2 separate regions of the Mus musculus genome follow, and region 1 is linked to region 2. Evidence: chromatin contacts called from public Hi-C data. All regions are on one chromosome and are shown on one strand. The core of a region is the stretch at or near the end of the contact, and the rest is flanking DNA. Distances in the headings are between cores, read along the strand shown. Region 1 has its middle 63 kb from the start of Cd2ap. Region 2 overlaps Cd2ap (CD2-associated protein).

What was found. Hi-C and Micro-C count contacts between places; a contact is called where the count stands out from the background.
Region 1: a contact with region 2 is called in a Hi-C map of liver, with 2.4 times the contacts expected there. The contact joins two enhancer-like sites. A contact is called at or near these places in 19 of 484 Hi-C or Micro-C datasets (CD4 T cells, CD8 T cells, Sertoli cells and 12 more), 2 of 115 datasets of contacts at active chromatin or transcription factors (embryonic stem cells and microglia) and 3 of 9 other capture datasets (adipose tissue, embryonic stem cells and liver).

The regions. Positions count from the first base shown.
Region 1 is chr17:42,938,371-42,941,070 of GRCm38.p6, reverse strand. No RefSeq gene overlaps it. Among named protein-coding and RNA genes, the nearest start is that of Cd2ap, 63 kb to the right of the region's middle. Within about 2 kb of position 1,385, at least 63 of the 459 cell types and tissues checked have an H3K27ac peak or open chromatin away from gene starts, as enhancers often do. A contact at or near this core is called in liver, where this site is marked.
Region 2 is chr17:42,845,946-42,848,692 of GRCm38.p6, reverse strand. All of the region lies in intron 2 of Cd2ap (CD2-associated protein), which reads left to right. Among named protein-coding and RNA genes, the nearest start is that of Cd2ap, 29 kb to the left of the region's middle. Within about 2 kb of position 1,387, at least 6 of the 459 cell types and tissues checked have an H3K27ac peak or open chromatin away from gene starts, as enhancers often do. A contact at or near this core is called in liver, where this site is marked.

The sequences.
Region 1 (2,700 bases), core at 136-2,635, 92 kb before region 2:
CCAGCCCAACTATTTGACATCAAGTGGTTTATTATTATTATTATTATTATTATTATTATTATTATTATTATGTTTATTATGTTTATTATTATTATTATGTTTATTATTATGTTTATGTTTATGATGTTTATTATGTTTATTTAATTTGGGTAAGGGGTGTGCACATGTGCCAAGACACACATATGGAGGTCAGAGATCAAACTCCGATCCTCTGGCTTGACAGAAAGTGCATTTCCCTGCTAAAGTGTCTCAACAGCCCCTTCCGAGGGTTTCTTGTTTCTAATTTATTTATTTATTGGTTTTTTTGGAGACAGGGATTCTCTGTGTAGTCCTGGCTATCTGGTTTTTTTGGAGACAGGGATTCTCTGTGTAGTCCTGGCTGTCTGGTTTTTTTGGAGGCAGGGATTCTCTGTGTAGTCCTGGCTGTCTGGTTTTTTTGGAGACAGGGATTCTCTGTGTAGTCCTGGCTGTCCTGGAACTCACTCTGTAGACCAGGCTGGCCTGGAACTCAGAAATCTGCCTGCCTCTGCCTCTGTCTCTGCCTCCCAAGTGCTGGAATTAAAGGTGTGTGCCACCACCGCCCAGCTGTTTCTATTTATTTATACATTTATTGGGGAGGGGTGTCAAGGCACACAGGGGAAGGTCAGAAGACGACTTGCGGGAGACTCTTGGTGATCAAACTGAGGTCCTCGTGCTAGGGAGCAGGCTGCCTTTACCCAGTGAGCCCTCTCACCAGCCCATTCCTAAGATCTGTCTATTTGTTTAGATGAGATCTCACATGTGTGGCATTGACTGACCTGGGACTCACTATATAGACCAAGTTGGCCTCAAACTCATCAAGACCCACCTGTCTCTGCTAGGATTAAAAGGTATATACCTCATATCTAGCTCCTTCCTAGATTTTAAAGGAAATTTATAAGATTCCATTCCATTTTTCTTCTTTGAAAAAAATGATTTGCTTATTTTTATTTTATGTGCGTGGGTGTTTGACCACTATGTATGTCTCTATGAGGGTGTTGGGTCCTCAGGAAGTGACAGACAGTTGTTAGCTACCATGTGCATGCTGGAAATCGAATCTGGGTCCTTTGAAAGAGCAGTCAGTGCTTTTAACCACTTGGTTTAATTTTTCTAGTGCTAAAGAAGGAAAGAGCCGGGCACAGAGGCACACATCTGTAATCTCGGTATAGAAGGTGGAACCAAGAGAACCAGAAGTTCTAAGCTGACAGGTAGTAAATTTCCAGCTCCTCTCTGATATGTAAGACCTTGTCTCAAAAGATAAAAAATAAATAAATAAAAAGAGGAATTCCCCCGGTTATCATGTTCCTGGTTGTTACTTCCAGCCAAGAAATGCTTTGAGTCTGAATAAACCGGGAAAATCCTGTTTACTAGAGGTAAACATTAACCAGCATATCGAGCCGTAGTCCTTAGTCATTAAGATCATGTGGAGTCTTCCTTCACCGTTCTTGGTAAGAAACAGGTCCTGACCATGAGGGGCGGGGGCAATTTAAAAACAAACTAATTTCTTCTGATTTTCTAAAACAGGATAACTTCCCCTTTTTTCTGGTTTTTCTTAAGAAATAAACCACGACTATGTGATAATTAAGTACTTGATTATTTTTAAATATAATAAAGTTCCTCTAGAAAGCCTCTTCCAGGGCTAGAGAGCTAGCTAGCTTCATAGTAAGAAAGCTTAACGCTCTTCCAGAGGGCCCAATCTGGATTCTCAGCATCTATGTATTGCAGGTCACAGCCATCTGTAACTGCAGCTCCAAGGGATCCGAGATCTACACAGACACAGACACAGACACACACAGACACACAGACACACACACACACACACACACACACACACACACACAGACACAGACACACACAGACACACAGACACAGACACACACACACACACACACACACACACACACACAATCCCAGAGATCCTCTCCTGCAGATTACTGGCAACTGAATGAAAGGCAAAAAGACACAAAGATGGCCAGACAAGTGTTTGGAGGTGTTTGGTTGTTAGATATATTGTACCTCTAAACGTTTAGCCATGTTGACAAAATTGCCTGTTACATGACCTAACTGGGTGGACCTCAGTATCTTCTGCTTTGATCTGGGCAAATATTTTGTCAACATGAGAAACCAAACAGTGTTTCTTCCCCCTCTCTCACCTTCCCCTTTTGGTTTCTGTTCTCCATCTTATCCTAAGAGCAAGCAAGTGGGCTTCCCGACTCCTCCCTCCTCACCCTCCACCAACCCATGCCCAGTGGGCAGCTAGGAAACAACATGGTTTACAATCAATCAATCAATCATAGCATCAGAGCTAAAGTATGCCCAGAAAGTGGCTGTGGGTGGCTGGTCCAGGGACCTTCAGAATTCTGACTCACCTCCCTGGAATGGAATAGAGAGTAAATATGCCCACACCCACCTAATTTATGCCAACCTCTGGGAAGTATCTGGAGCTGAAGGGCATTTCACTGCACCAGCTTTGCCTTCCTGAAAGCAGCTTTCCTTGGGACAAAATCAGGTGTGTTTGCTAAGGATCCTAAACCGCCAAGATCTAACTGGTTCTTTTTTTTTTTTTTTTTTTTTTTTTAATGTAAGTACACTGTAGCTGTCTTCGGACACACCAGAAGAGGGTATCAGATCTCGTTATGGATGGTTGTCAGCCACCATGTGGTTGCTGGGATTTGAACTCAG
Region 2 (2,747 bases), core at 138-2,637:
GCCTGGTTATATTTTATAAATCTGGGTAATACTTTTGAAAATTTAAATTTTATTTATATGTTTATGTATGTATATACAGTGCTTACAGAGGCCAAAAAAAGGGAGTCAGGTCCTTTGGGAGCAGGCAGTTGAGAGCCACTTGACTTGGGTGCTAGGACCTAAATTGAAAAGCAGGAAGCATTTACATTGAGATAGCCCCCCAGTCCTAAATCACAAGAGACGTGTAAAAGGCATTCTCTCAGGTCAAGTTAACTTCAGTCAAGGCTTGGGGTTCAAATTTATCCAAATTATGAAGGATACATCTTAGAGTAATCAATAGAAACTGAAGAGGAATTAATCCATTCAAATACAGGAGGCCATAAAGAAAGCATGCCTTACAAAAATACAGTGAACAACTGGGGCATTGCCTGTTTGCTTCTGAGTATGGGAATCAGATGTAGCATATATTACTCAATTCTGGAGTTGCCCTTAGCTGGTGGGAAGTTTGACCTTTATTATCTTTGCATAGTAAGTATGATTGCTCCTCTCCTATAAGGTTCTGGAGAGGTGGAGGAAATCCAGAAAGAAATAGTTGTTTATTTCATGGCTACAGTGTATTGAAGGCTAGTGCCCACAGGGGGACCTTTAAGCTAGTATATTATGAAAAATATATGACTTAAAATCAGAAAAACCTATTGTTTGTGTTTGGTATTAGCACTTTATTCTGATTTAGGAAACGCATGGCAGTAGGGACACCCAAGTACATTTCATGAGTGTAGCCACTCCATTTTGAAAGAGACATCTAAGTTTGCTTATATGCATATATTAGGTGACAGAAGTACAAGTGGGCCTAGATTGAGGCAGATAGTCCTAAAAATAAGATCCAGTAGCTAAGAGAAGTGTATACATGGAGGAAATATAAATATAACACGGTAGGGAATCCCCTGATCTTTACCCTAGCAGTTGTCTAGTAAGTCTGTGACTTAACCTTGGTGACGATGAGGAAATTCTCTTACAACTTGATGGGAACATTAAAATATGTAGCAGGATCTTGCCCTGGACTTTGTTAGCTTCCCAGTCCCTGTGATCTCTGTTGGGAGAATTCATGCAAGACTCATGTTATTTCAGACAATAGCTAGAGTTGATTGAAGCTTGAAGTAGATAGAGCTAGCTCTTCCAAGGGGTGAGGGTAAGCAGTGGCCCGAGATCATTGCTAAGTGAATGGCATTATCATCTGCCAGGTCTTGGGTATCATTGAAACTCTTCCTTATCTGAGTCAGAGCTGATGGATTTTTAAGAGTCTCAATATTTTCAATAGTTACTGAATCTTTCAAACACCTGCTCTGTCATTGACTCAGAGCACATTCAGCTATTTGTACACATGATCTTTGTACTGTGGAAATGTTTCAGCACTGTCCTACCATCTGTGTGTAGTATGTTTCAGAGCCTTTTATCATCAGCTTTCTCCTGGCCCCACTGTTCTTAGTCTCTAAGACTCTTTTTTTTTTTTTTAACACACCAGAAGAGGGCGTCAGATCTCATTACATGGTGGTCGTGAGCCACCAAGTGGTTGCTGGAATTTGAACTCAGGACCTTCAGAAGAGCAGTCAGTGCTCTTACCCACTGAGCCATCTTGGCAGCCCAGTTGCTACGACTCTTAAGACCTTTTCACATTCTCGCTTTTGCTATGTGTTTGTTTCTCAGAAGCTTTGCTCTTCTAGTCAGGTTGTTCACATTCTGCCTTTTGTGTTCCTTTGCTGTGCCTTGCTGCCTCTTACCCACTCATTTGTCTAAGTAGGAGAAATCCCTGCTATCCTCCTACCTTGTGGATACTGAACATTGAACTCAGGTTGTCTGGCTTGGCAGCTGACGCCTTTACCCACTGAGCCATCTCACCAGTCCTGAGCTCGCTTTGTAAAGTACCCTGATTGATTTTGCTTTCCACTGCTGAATTTATATTAAGTGAAGTAAATAAAGCTCTATGACTTTGGGTAGTGGGACAGAGGCTGAAGCCTGGGCATGAGCTGAGCCCCTGCAGGGCCTCGCCTACTGAGCTTTTCACATGGATATGGCATGATTTCATGTTTATGTGGTCTTTTGTTTCTTCTAGTAATATTTCATACACTTTCCCATGATGTTTCTGGTTTTTGTTTTTTTTTGTTTTTTTTTTTTGTTTTTTGTTTTACGGTTTCTCTGTGTAGTCCTGACCATCCTAGAATGTAGACCAGGCTGGTCATGAACTCAGAGATCTGCCTGGCTCTGCCTCCTGAGTGCTGGGGTTAAAGGATGTGCCATCACCACTTGGCCTGATGATTCATTTTAGATCTGTGAATTAGAGCAGGGAACCATTAAATGAAAACCTACAGGATAGAACTTAAATGCCATTGGTTTATACAAGATCATGCTGTAAGGTTGCTAACTAAGAACTGTGTAATTGGATGGGGAAGAATTAAGAGAGTATTAAATGACATGTAAAATTTGTGAACATTTCTCCCCCCCCCCCACCCCCCAACTTCTTTTTGCAAAGGGTCTCATGTTGTCAGGATGGCTTTAATCCCACTGTCGTTTCATACAGTGGAAGAGGACCTTGAACTCCTGATTTCTCTGGGATTGCAGATGAGGACTACCATGCCCAACTTCTTTCAGGATTTCATTTTTTTTTTTTTTAAAGAATATATGTGGGTTTAGTTGTTTAAGGATATGACTGCATTGGATTACATATAACAGAATTGATGCTGGAAAGAGATTGTATGGCCTGGTATCCATAA